Linked DNA regions of Gossypium hirsutum: region 1 is linked to region 2. Evidence: chromatin contacts called from public Hi-C data. All regions are on one chromosome and are shown on one strand. Each heading gives the region's core, a stretch centred on a gene start, on an enhancer-like site or on the middle of the called end of the contact. The rest is flanking DNA. Distances are from core to core; before and after follow the strand shown. Region 1 has its middle 9.4 kb from the start of LOC107943412. Region 2 holds the start of LOC121220860 (ATP-dependent Clp protease proteolytic subunit).

What was found. Hi-C and Micro-C count contacts between places; a contact is called where the count stands out from the background.
Region 1: a Hi-C map of leaf shows a contact between it and region 2, with 1.8 times the contacts expected there. The contact joins the enhancer-like site here to the promoter of LOC121220860 in region 2. A contact is called at or near these places in 13 of 34 Hi-C or Micro-C datasets (callus, cotyledon, fibers and 2 more).

Annotation. Positions count from the first base shown.
Region 1 is chrD09:37,675,105-37,682,052 of Gossypium_hirsutum_v2.1, reverse strand. No RefSeq gene overlaps it. Among protein-coding and RNA genes, the nearest start is that of LOC107943412, 9.4 kb to the left of the region's middle. Within about 2 kb of position 5,247, at least 6 of the 9 cell types and tissues checked have an H3K27ac peak or open chromatin away from gene starts, as enhancers often do. A contact at or near this core is called in cotyledon, hypocotyl and leaf, where this site is marked.
Region 2 is chrD09:37,613,937-37,620,804 of Gossypium_hirsutum_v2.1, reverse strand. LOC121220860 (ATP-dependent Clp protease proteolytic subunit) reads right to left here and starts at 2,821. Exons shown (of 5, transcript XM_041100522.1): 1 at 1,922-2,821; 2 at 857-1,017; 3 at 328-457. The coding sequence starts at 1,992. It overlaps TRNAL-AAG (transfer RNA leucine (anticodon AAG)), which reads right to left and starts at 4,711; the gene lies at 4,631-4,711.

The DNA.
Region 1 (6,948 bases), core at 3,998-6,497, 59 kb before region 2:
AACATCCTCAAAAAGGCCTATAACGATTCTGCCAACAGCCTTACCACTGATTTCAACATCAAAGAAGCACTTGATTGTCACTTTCTTTTGCAACTTTGCAACCAAAGATGAAGAAAAAAAGAAGAAGAAAAAGGGAAAAAAAAAGGTTACAACTTTGTAACCAATGGGTTTTATTAGCTTAAAATATGAAGAAAAAGAAGAAAGAACGGAGAATGATGGCTTCAATCGATTGACCTAAGTCTCCTCTGCAACCAAAGGAAAAAAAAAGGGAAGCGTAGAGATAGAAAGGAAAGGAAGTTACCAGTGAGATTGAAGGAGAACGATGATGGTTCCAGTTACAGCATCTTCATCCTCTAAGTAAAGGTAAGGGCAAAAATTTAAATTGGGAAAAAAATTTCCTATTCCATCGGGTTGAATGGCTATTCAGTGGTAAGGAAAGGGAATTACTATGCAACCTCTTACTGGAATAAACCCTGAATCAATGCAGGTTGTAATAGGTCATTACAGCTAACCAAACATAAGTTTGGTGGTGAGCTTGCCGAATTGGATTGTAATCTATTCTTACTCCCCCAACCAAACATAATGTAAGTGCTTTAGTTTATTCTCTTTCAGTTTTAATTGATTTGGTTTTAATCTTTTTTTAATTTTTAATTAGAATTTTGATATGATGGGGCAATAAATTTATAAAATTGATCAAGAAACCTAAAATAAAAGCAAAGGCTACTAATGGCTTCTTTTCCAATACATTCAATCTTTTTTCTTATAATTTGGATTACTTATTTTTAAATGTTTTAATTAAAATTAAATTGAATGTGAGAAATATTTTAAATAATTTAAATTAATAAATATATTAAATATGGATTAGTGTATAATATTAATTTTATGTTTTTAGAAGTTAAATGAAGTGTCATTATTTATTGCAACCTAAAAATTAAAATTTTTAGTATTCTCTTGTTATAGCAGCGTTTGATTAGTGTATAATATTAATTTTATAGATTATATTTGTTTTTCTTTTTAACACAATGTCTAAAACTATTCATAGTCCCTCCCCATAGGGGTGTAGTTAGGGGGCTGGTAGGACCCCAACTCCCTTAAAATGGAAAAATTTCCATTTAGGCTCTTTAAAATTTTTAAAATTTTAAATTAGTAAATGTAAAATTACACTTTGATCTCCTTAAAAATGATAAAAATTTGATTTAATCCTTTAAAAATTATAAATATATAGGCTTCGCCCTTGCCTCTCAACCTATAAATAGGAAGATAATGTGCTTCAGCCTACTCAAACTCACGTATTTCTATATTCATTTTACTCTAATTTTTAATGAGAAATTTACTCGAAGCCTCGTCTTCTAATATTACATTAGTTAGTGATGTGAAATTTTTGACAAATCGACTCCAATTTATAATCACTTTAATTCATTTTACTTTAACAAAAATAAAATAAAAATAATGTTTGATGACGCACATCAAATTGGAGTCAAAATTTTAAGCTTTTCTCATCTTTTTTTTTCATTTCGATTATACATGGAATAGTACCGCAAAGCATAAGCTTTTATTTATTCTGCAAGCACAAAGCTGTCACAGATAATCATCCTTCTCGCAACATTCCAGGCCAATGTTAGCATAGTTGGGTGTTGTGAAGGTTATATAGATCCAGCACATGCCTACCCACATTCTAAATTTTACTAGTTTGACTTGGTTTTATTACTCTGCTAGACAAAGGAAAAATCCCAGAAGAAACAAAGCACAGGCCAGCTCATGGATGAATAAAAATCTTTTGAGGGAATGAATCTATACATTGTTTACTAACTGTATATTGTGTCAGGCATGTTGCAACTTGGATACTTTAATTCAAAGTTAGACTTTGGAAATAATCTGATTTTAATTTTAACAATACCAAACGTTCCTTTCTTGTCCAATTCCCGATGACATCATTGGATGTTGCATGTACCAAATTTAATAATTTTGGTAACTTGTCATATAAATACTCTAAAAATATTTCAATATTCCTTTATTATAAGAAAAAAAGGGTTTTCAGATCTCTAAATTGGCACATAGTTCATAATTAGAGAGCAAATAAGAGCATTTCTAAACTAATAATTTAAGCAATGGTCATTTGCTGCACTAAAGGACAAGTTAATCACAAAAGAATACTATTTACAGTATTTAATATTTGTTTTAAATTATAATAATTGACCCTTTTTTCATCATTTATAGTGCACTAAGTGAAATTCTTATATGCATTATCTTAAATAAATTGTTGTTTGATACTTGCAAGTTACCAAAATTCTTGTTGTATTAAAAAGAAAGTTTTTCATAGATTAAAATATGTTTTTGTATATTTAGAATTTAGATTTTTATTTTCATTTCTAATAATTATTCTTTATACTTTTCGGATTTAAAAATGCAAGCCTAATTATATCAACATTATTTTATTTGATTTAGGTCTAGTACGGCACCATTTGTGTTACATAATTATCAAATGAGTATTTTTTTTATTTTAAAATATCACACCAGTAAATTTAATAGAAAAATTTTAACAATACTAATAATTTGGATTAAATTTTAAATCCAGAAAATAGAAGTTAAATTCTTGAAAGTAAAAATAAGGATTAAATTCCAAAAATCTATCTATTTTTTAAAATCCTGTCATAATCTCTTCCATGTCCAGCACGTAATTCTTCATTTAAAACAAAAAATAAATAAATAAATAAAAACATTAAGGAGGGTTTATTAATTAAGAGGCATGTGCAGGTTTCAGTTTTTCCAAGCTTAGCTTTGAGGAAATTGTTGACATTTCCATACACATTTGGATATCTATTTTTATAAAAATGGTTACCAAGTCTCCTTGGCTGAGTATTACATACATTATTTCCACATATCTCAATACAATTACATATATATTGGACTCTACATTGAGTAAATTCTCGGAAAAATTAAGACTCAATTATGTTTCACGTAAACCTTCTACATTAATACTCTGCTTTCACCTGTAAACTTACTGTGCTTAATTGTAGAGATGAACTCCGTAAAGGATGAAATTCTCCGGCCTATAATCCTTGTTTCCCAACATTGCGTTTTGAGTGACGCTACAACAAATGTTACCCAAATTTACTCTTTAATATTTTTTATTTTTATATATTTATAAGATAATGATAAATTTAGTTTTTAATATTTATTTACTTTTTTCATTTTGATCTCAATTTTTTTTATTACTTTTAAGTTTCAACTTCCAAAATGTAGTTAAATTATTATTTTTGGATAAAAAAGATAATTCAACTGTTAAAATTTTAACAACGTTGATGCAACAATTTAGTCAAATTTTTTCCATAAAAAGATAGTTTGATTAAAATTTAAAAGTTGAGGCCAAAGTGATAATTGAGATAAATGATACGAGTTAAATTTATCATTATTTCTACATTCATCTATATATATTGGAGTTACAAGCAAGTACAAATAATACAACACTTGGATAACTATCACCAAAAATAAATATTATAAAGCATAATCGAATTGAAAATTGTAATATATTTGGACAAGACCTACGCAAGATAAAACTTAAACTAAAACAAAATTTGAATTAAGAACCCATAAACCTGTTTGATCAATATCGATAAAATTCAAGTTATTGGAAATTAAATATTTTAATAATTTAATTTTTTATGCGTTTGATAAGAATATTAGAAATCATTTAATTCGATTGAGTCTTAGCTCAATTGGCATATCGGTATTATTGCCAATGCAAGAGGATGTGAGTTCAAATGCACTGAAGCGCATTATCCTCCTATTTAAATGTTGAGGAGGGATTATGTGTGGTTCTAGATATTATGTCACAAAAAGAGCATATATAATAAGAGCCTATAATGAGATTGATGTTGAAAAAAATAAAATATTAAAAAATAGGTATATTAGGATTGAATTTTTTTAGTTAATCATTAATTTATTTTTATCTTAACATTATATTATCTATTAAATAAAAAATCAAATCAGAACAATTTTACTTTTATTATTAGTCCGAATATGGTTGAAGATATATATTTTTTATTTTTATGATTTCTCATTCAATATTTAATTTTAAAATATTTATTTATCAAATAATATATTTATATTATCATTTAGGTCTTGTTTAACATTGTTTCTCAAATTAATTTTTTAATCTATAATTAAATTTAAACATTAGAGACAAGATTATTAGTAAGGACAATTATAAATCTCGAACACGATCCTAAAATGAACATACAAAATATCTAAAAAAAAGTCAAACCAAAAAATTGAAAATTCTAGATTTTAGCTTTCTAAAAGCCAAGTTGGGTGGCAAATTGTAAATTGCCTCTCGCTTGACTTTAGAATTTTAAATGTGATATATGTATTTAAATTAAAATTTATAAATAATTTGTCTTAATTGTATTTAAAAATTTATATTGCATATATTAACATTCACTTATTATAACCTAAGTTGAATATTTGTCATCATAATAACATTAGTATGGGAAAGAATGGTAATTTACATTTAAGTCAATTACTCCATCACGTATGGAATTTTTATTTATTTATATGAGTTATGTATATAGAATTCATATATTAAAATAAAGTTTATATTAATTATTTAAATTAATTTAAAAATGATATTTTATAAGTCATAAATTTGAATTAACTTAGTTTTTTAATTTTACAACATCATTTACTTCCTCGAAATATGCTAAACAGAAGTTTTATAGGTTCCCTTCACCCTTATTTCTCAATATTTATTAAAAAAAGAGAGAGTAGTGGATGGATATTTAAAGAAAAGAAAAACAATTTCACCAACGAAAAGAAGGAAAAGAAAAACAAAGAATCTAAAGAATTTACATTGAAAGATCCTATAATCATAATCCATTTGGGTTCATTTTCAATCAGACCAGTATGATACACGAGGTTGCAAAATACAAGAATGAGACAACCAAGCTTTTCAGTCCATTATTCTGAAAGTGAAGACGCTGACGGCTTTGCATCAATTGCAGATTCGAAAGATGAACAATCTTACAATTCCCAACCACGAGCAAAAAATCAAAGGAAAAACTGTCGATATTAATGTTAAGATAAATAAAAATGGGGGTATGATTGTTCTTTTTATTTTTTCCTTTACTGAGCTCCGCTTGTCGCAACATGTATGGGGTTTTGCAAGGGCGGCATTGATGCTGTTAGGTAGGACTGGAGTGGACAGGTATAATTCAATATTCGCATGGAATAGAAGAAGCCCTTGCTTTTGCAACTGTTTCTATTATGAGTAGCCCTTTCTTTACATCTCTTTCGTGGAGCCCCTATGCTTTGCCAGGTATGTCATCGCTGTCCACCACTTCCCACAATCTTAATCATAATCATATAACTGCCTCTCTTTTAAACCTCTACCACTATAATCATTTATCTTTTAAGTTCAAACTTCATCATTATAGAATCAAGATTCAAGCCCAAACTCCAATAGTTTAAATTATTAAACGGGTTGAATTATAGTATTTTAATGTTTTATTTGAATAAACTAATTTAATCGATTCAAATAATAGAGTTTGAAGTTTATTGGAAAAATGAGCCTATTTGTTATGAAAAAAATATGGAGAAGGAAAGAAGGCATGATTTAAACTGAAAAGGTCAGTAACAAAACAATCAGAATTTTTCAATCAATATGGAAAGGTCATGGATGTCTACATTTCATACAACGGGAAGAGAAAATATTTTTGAACAACCTTTACTTTCATCAGATACGAATTGGAGTCGAAGATATGTAGACAACCGTAAAGAAAGGTGACAAGGGGAAAGTGGAGGGCTACACTATCAGTAAAAGGATTTGTGTATCGAATGATGAGGATTTGAGTCATGAGATACTTTGGAAGGCTCATAGTGATCAAATGTATCATGATTTGCAAGAAATGTATTGGTGGCCTGGGATAAAGAAAGTTGTTGTCGAGCATATTATAAAGTATTTAACCTGCCACTAAGTTAAAGTTGATCATTAGGTTCCATCGAGATAGCTTTAGTTGATTGTAATTCCTAAATGGAAGTGAGAGTGAGTTATCATGGATTTTGTAATTGAATTGTCATTTACCCCAAGGAAGAAGAATTCTATATCCTCATTTTATTTTGAGATTTTGGAAGATGTTGCATGAATCTTTGGGAGCGAAGCTAAATTTTAGTACCACATGTCATCCACTAATAGGTAGTTAGTTGGAGCGAGTTATTTAGATATTAAAAGATATGTTACAGGCTTGAATTATTGACTTTGGGGATAGTTGGGAGTGATATTTTCCTTTAGTCGAGTATTCAGATGGCTCTAAATGATGCGTTGTATTGTTGAATGTGTCGCACCCCTTTGTGTTAAATAAAGTTTGGTGAAAAGAAGTTGGTTGGTCCAAAGTTGATTCAAGAGACTGTGGATAAGGTTTTGTTGATCTGAGATAGACTTAAAGTAGCTTCAGATAGGCAAATTCATATACATATTTAAAAAGGAAAGAGATTGAGAATATATGGTGTGGAAGACAATGTGTTTTTGGAGGTTACACCGTGGAAAAAGGTGTTCAGGTTTGGTAAGAAAGGAAAATTGAGTTTGTGTTTCATTGGGCCCTACAAAGTTTTGGAGAAGATTAGTTATGTTGCTTACCATTTGGCTTTATCATCGGAATTGAGTCGCATTCATAACATGTTTCATGTTATATTAGTTGAGTCAATTGAGGTATTGCCATGTTATATTAGTTGAGTCAATTGAGGTATTGCCAGACTTATCGTATGAAGAAAAACCAATGCCGATCTTAACTTGAGAGGTGAAAATGTTGAGGAATAAGCGAATTTCATTAATGAAAGTGATGTGAAGAAGCTATAGTGTTGAAGAAACCACTTGGGAACTAAAGGAAAGTATGTGCCAGCAGTGTTCATGTCTCTTTTCATGTAAGCTTCGCAGGTGAATTTTCTTAAAAAGGG
Region 2 (6,868 bases), core at 1,572-4,071:
AAAAAGAAAGAAAAAAAATAGTCTTTTTTTTCGTACTCTCTTATTTTATAACATAAATATTGTTAATAGTCTCTGGTGTGAAAAGAAAAAAAGTTTGTGACGCTGAGATGGGCCCACGAAAGCTAAGATAAAATTGGAAATGCCCTTTCTCTCATACTACTCTTTCGATACATAATCTAATGTTTTGAAAAAAAGAAAGAAATAAAAAAATTCATATCGAATTCGAAGTGCCATGCTATTATTACTTACTAATTCATATTTCATATGGCGATGGCGAAGGCATAGTCTTCTTTTTTCTTTCCATCAAATAAAAAAACTCATTGGTGCCGAGCGTGAAGAAATGCTAGACGTTTGGTAATTTCTCCTCCGGCCAGGAGAAAAGATCCCATTGAAGCAGCCAATCCCATGCATATTGTATGCACATCTGGTTGCACAAATTGTATAGTATCATAAATAGCTACCTCCAGGTATTACCCATCCGCCAGGAGAGTTTATAAACAAATACAGATCTTTGGTATCATTCTCTATACTGAGATATACCATAAGGCCAATAAGTTGATTCGAGATCTCGCTATCAACCTCTTGGCCTAAAAAAGTAATTTTTCTTGATAAAGTCGGTTGATTAGGATAAAATTGTATCCCTTAGTAGCCGTATAGGCACCTTTTGATGCATACGGTTCAACAAAAATTGCGAAAAAAAAATCACTGTGTAGATTCCAGCCATCCTTCGTTTTTTCTAGTGTGCCTTTTCTAACTTCTAATTTCTAACGAAGGGGCTTTTTCTTACATTTTTAAAATAAAATGAAATTGTATGCACATCTGGTTGCACAAATTGCATAGTATCATAAATAGCTACCTCCAGGTATTACCCATCCGCCAGGAGAGTTTATAAACAAATACAGATCTTTGGTATCATTCTCTATACTGAGATATACCATAAGGCCAATAAGTTGATTCGAGATCTCGTTATCAACATCTTGGCCTAAAAAAAGTAATTTTTCTCGATAAAGTCGGTTGATTAGGATAAAATTGTATCCCTTAGTAGCCGTATAGGCACCTTTTGATGCATACGGTTCAACAAAAATTGCGAAAAAAAAATCACTGTGTAGATTCCAGCCATCCTTCGTTTTTTCTAGTGTGCCTTTTCTAACTTCTAATTTCTAACGAAGGGGCTTTTTCTTGCATTTTTAAAATAAAATGAAATTCAAAATGAAATTAAAGAAAGATAAGTTTTGGCCCGTTTTCCTATAATCTATAATATAGAAAAAATTCGCTAAACTTATCGCACAAACTTTTCATTGATCTATTTTTTCATTAGGATTCAATCCAAATCATGATGTCATTTTCTTGTTCCTGAATAGGTTTCATCAAATTTTTATTCAATTTTTTTAGGTTTATGCTCTACTCCGAGTAAAGATCCGCCCGATTTTGATTTTCGCATATAGGACAAATGACCCAATACCACATCTTTTTGCTATGATTTCATTTCCTTTTTTATTTTAATTTAATTCCTTTTTCTTTCATGTTTTCCGCCAAATATTCAACGTATTTCTCATATTTTTTGATTGATTAATAGTTTGAAATCGTTCTTATTTCTATTTCGAATTTGTAAATAAAAAAGATTTATGATTATGATATAGGTGGTAATCATAAATGTATTACCAATTGGGTTTTTTCTAAACGGAGCCTGGATGCTTCATTTTTTCGGTCCAACCAAGCCAACCATAAATTAGTCTAATTGAAAATATTAATCTGAATACCCCCCCAAAAATGAAATGGATCTCTAATTGCACTTCATTACACTTCGCGCTACAAATTTTTGATAATTCAATCAATCTTTTTGGGGTGAAACAGAGGATATCTCGATTGGGCGAGAGAACGGGGGAATCTCATATGACCCAATATATTTGACAAATCGTCCTATACGTCAACCCAAACTGCATCTTCCTCTCCCGGATTTCGAAAAGGAACTTTTGGAACACCAATAGGCATTAAAGGAAAGAAAAAGAATTAAATACTAATAATATTGACCTCATATTTTATACATAGATAGAATAAGGCCATGAAATAAAGAAAGACAGAATGAATGAAAGAGAATTCTTACCAATAGGTCCTTTGAATGACGAACAAATAGGGATGCGTTCATTCATAAAAAATAGGATCAACCCCCATTGCGTATTGATACTTATCGGGTATAGAATAGATCTGCTTCTCTTTTTTCTTCTGAGTCGAATTCTTCCCTTAATTACTAATGGAATAGAACAAATATTAATCCTTTCTACGAAAGAATCCACCGAAAAGGGGAGATATTCCAATGCAATAAAGTTACATAGTGTCTATTTTTCATTGATAAAGGGGTATTTCCATGGGTTTGCCCTGGTATCATGTTCATACTTCGTATTGAATGATCCCGGTCGCTTGCTTTCTGTTCATATAATGCATACGGCTCTGGTTGCTGGTCGGGTCGGTTCAATGGCTCTATATGAATTAGCCGTTTTTGATCCCTCCGATCCCGTTCTTGATCCAATGTGGAGACAAGGTATATTCGTTATACCTTTCATGACTCGTTTAGGAATAACCAATTCATGGGGCGGTTGGAGTATTACAGGGGGGACTATAACAAATCCGGGTATTTGGAGTTACGAAGGTGTGGCCGGAGCACATATTGTGTTTTCTGGCTTGTGCTTCTTGGCAGCTATCTGGCATTGGGTATATTGGGATCTAGAAATTTTTTGTGATGAGCGCACAGGAAAACCTTCTTTGGATTTGCTCAAGATTTTTGGAATTCATTTATTTCTCTCAGGAGTGGCGCCCTATAGGATGTGTTTTCTTTTCTCTCTCCAAAAACAACATAGACTAGTAAATTTTAAAATTTTCAGCATATATACTTTCTCAATTGTATTTTTTTCCAACATATTTAGATAAATTAATCATATTTTTTCTGATAAAAATTAGAGATAATTTTTTTAACTTTAATAATATAATATATATTATATATAAAACCAATTTCTAATAGAGCGATTAGGAGTAGATAGGGGTATTGTAATAATTTGTAGTCATTAGAAATTAATGGAGACAAAATGGATAAATTATCGACACTCCTTTGTAATGAATAAGAGCATTATGGACATTTAAATATAATAATATTTTAAATTATTATTAAATCGCTAATCAAAATGTAATTATTTTTATATAATATATAGACATTTCGTTTTTCTTAAAAAAAATAATTTTCACATATTATATAAAACCATCTCCTATGGAACTTAATGGAATAAAGAAGGGTAAAATAAGTATGTAAACTTAAATTTAAGGGTCAAATTGTATCTTTCACTTTTATATAATAATTTTTATTAGAATTATAATTGTTTTAATATAATATTAAAATGCAAATAAGATTATATTTCTTGGTGTTGTATTTTGATATATTTATTAAGACGTTGCATAAATATATTATCAATAGGATCATGAATGAAATATTATATCTATCCATGTCCTCTTTGGTTATTTGGAATAAATAGGGTGGTGTTTTTTAGTTATATTTTAATTTTTAATGGTTATATTTTACAATTTTAATGAATCAATTTAACTTTAAAATGTTGATTAGATAATTTTCTTTGTTTACATTAATTTTTTGATTTTTTTAATGCTACCATTGCAGAAGCTTGAGTTGTTGTGTAAGTTATTAGAGGACAATTCTCAGTAAATAGTATAGTTGGTTGCTCAAGAGAATAGAAGATGATTTATTTGACCTTGAAAATATATATAGAAGATAAAGTGAGACAAATTTGATAGTTAAGTATCATTTCTAATTAAAAAAAATACTTTAAATACTAATTTGAAAATTGGGATATAATTTAGAAACTAATTTGCAAATAAACCAAAATTGTATTACTAAAATCCATCTCTATAATTTTATTACTAAAATTTACTATGAAATATTACTATAAACATTAAAGAATTATAAATTACATCCACTTATAATTTTTTGTACCAACAGACTAAACAAAATCGGTATATATAAAGAAATATAAATCATCTAATGTATTCTTAAAGATTTGTCATTCAAACTTTGATTAGGTTGACAAAAGTTGGTATTGAAATCTTGAGTGTTAAGTCCGAGTCTTATTGCGTATGAATCATATATCAATTCTTCTCTCAGTTAATTTAAGATAAATTATTAAAATTTACTGAATATTGAATTTAGAAGTCTCTTATGAGATTTTATTTACTTTGTTTTTGGGGCAAAAACACAGAGTCAAAAAACTCAACTTTGATATTTCGATTGAAGAGGGAAAAAAAAATCTCCAACACTAATATTTGGTATTTCCAGTTGAAAGAAAAAGGTTTAATTCTATCTCCAGCCATATTCTTTGAACTTTTGGAATTTATATCCCTCTATTTTTATTTTCGAAACTTTAGTCCTAATTTGTTTGAATTAAAAAATAAAATCAAATTAATTACGCTATTAAATAATTTCTGTTAAATTTGAATAAGTGATGTTTTATTATTCAAAGTCCTGAAAAAACAAAAAATATAAAGAGTAAAGGGACTGAAGGCGGAATTAGACCAGAGAAAAATTTGATAAAATCTAAAAAACACAGGACTCAAAATTAAGCCAAAAGGTAAATGTTGAGAGTGGGATTTGAACCCACGCCCTTTCGGATCAGAACCTTAATCCGGCGCCTTAGACCAAGTCGGCCATCTCAACTTCGCGCCTCCTTATGTAAATAAATAACTATTAGTATTGTTTTAGCAGGAACTTTTAAACATTGTGGTAGTAACAATGCTTAGCCACGTATATTTAAACACAATTTAGTATATTAGTGAATAAGAGTAGAATATTCAGCTTCCAGTCCTGTCGAAAAACCTAAAAGCTAATAATTGTATAAAATTGTGATTCCACATCATCCTTATTCTTTTCAAATAGAAGAATTACAAATTAAATTTTTGTTCTTGGCTTTCAGCTTTTTCCTTCTAAAAAAAATTTAAATCCAACTAAAAATGCTAAAAATCAGGAGAAAATTTGATTTGTCATTTTTGTATTGGAAAAGAATAAAAATAACATAAAATTACATTTTCATTCAATCATCTAAATTAGTGATTCAATAAGAGTGGCCTACCACCTGCAAATAATTTCACTGTGTATTTTACTTGGCACAGGACAATGAATCCATTGAAGCTAAAGCCACTCATCTTTTGGTTTGGCAGTGGCACCAACTCCAAAGCATCTTTTTCTTTTTTGAATTTATATATACAGATACAGGGTCTAATTTCTTTTCCTACATTATAATACTTAGCACAGTGAAATATATATATATGCACCCAAAGAGACCACTTGAAGGAGCGCTGAATGAAGGCAAAAGTATGAGCTTAGAAAATATTCAAAGTGTAAAATGCTAAAGCTTTCAACACAGCTTGGTCATGGCAGCACATTAGTAAAGTCTTCTTGAGCATATAAGGTGAGAATGGTTGTAGTTGGTGTCACATAGTGAATGTAGGTGGAGTCAGGGAAAGGGTCAAGGTTCCACCCTCTCCGTATCCTTTCACAAACTTCCTATAGTAACCCGTGAGACCCAAAAAGCCTCGCAATTCTTTGACAGTGTTTGGAACTGGCAAATATTGCACACTATGCACCTTTTTAGGATCCATGGATATTGTTCCCTTACTAATCAAATGTCCTAAATATTCAACTTTAGAAGCACCAAAGTCGCATTTTCTTCGCTTGACATTTGATTGGTGTTGCACAAGAAGCTCGAACACTAATTGCAAGTGTTGTATAAGTGAGATCCCATCAACCGAGTACACCAATATATCATCAAAGAAAACAAAGACAAACATCCTCAAGTATGGTCGAAATATATTGTTCATAAGACTCTGAAACCTCGAAGGGGCATTTGTTAGCCCCAAAGGCATGACAAATAACTCGTAATGCCCATGATGAGTTCGAAATGCCATCTTATGCGCATCGTCTGTAGCCGTTCGAATTTGGTGGTACTCGGATCTTAAATCAAGTTCAGAGAAAAACTCAGCTGTAGCTAATTCATCAAGTAGCTATTCAACCAATGGAATCGAAAATTTGTCCTTCACGGTTATCTTATTAAGCTGTCGATAGTCCACATACAAACGCCAAAGTGTCGTCTTTCCTTTTTACCAATACACTGGAGATGTGAAAGAACTTTAGCTATCACGAATGATTCCATTCTGCAACATCTCAGTTATAATTTTCTCTAATTCATTCTTTTGTATTGTCGGATACTTGTAAGGTTGTATTTTAACGATTTGACCTTCATCAGTAAGAGGAACCTTGTGGTCATGTTGTCTAGCCGGCGGTAGTCCTTGTGGCACTTCAAATATCATAGCATATTTATTTAACAACTCATCAAGACCAGGTTGTATTTGCTTATATCGTACAGGCAGTGTACTATCATCTTGTTTATGATGTTGAAGAACCATGACACTATAAGAACCTTTAATTGATAAAGGAACCTAAGAAGCTGCCATTTTTTACATAAAAATTACCTCACCAGATGTCAATTCTTGTCATTTAATCTTTTGCCCCTATTGCAGAAATTGAATTGTCAATGATTCGAAATCTCACACAATAGGCCCCAAGGTCACAAGCCATTGTACACCAAGTAACGTGTCACACCCTTGAAGAGGTATCACAAAGAAATCAGTTGTAAACGCAATATTCTGAACCGACCAATCCAAATCCCTACAAATTTCAGATGATTTCAACAATCTACCATTAGTAACCGTAACAGTAATTCCCTTCATTTTGTGCACACTACAGCTTAGTTGTTTAATCAAGTACTTATCTACAAACTTGTACCACAAAAATATTCACCTTCTGGTTTTTAGATAC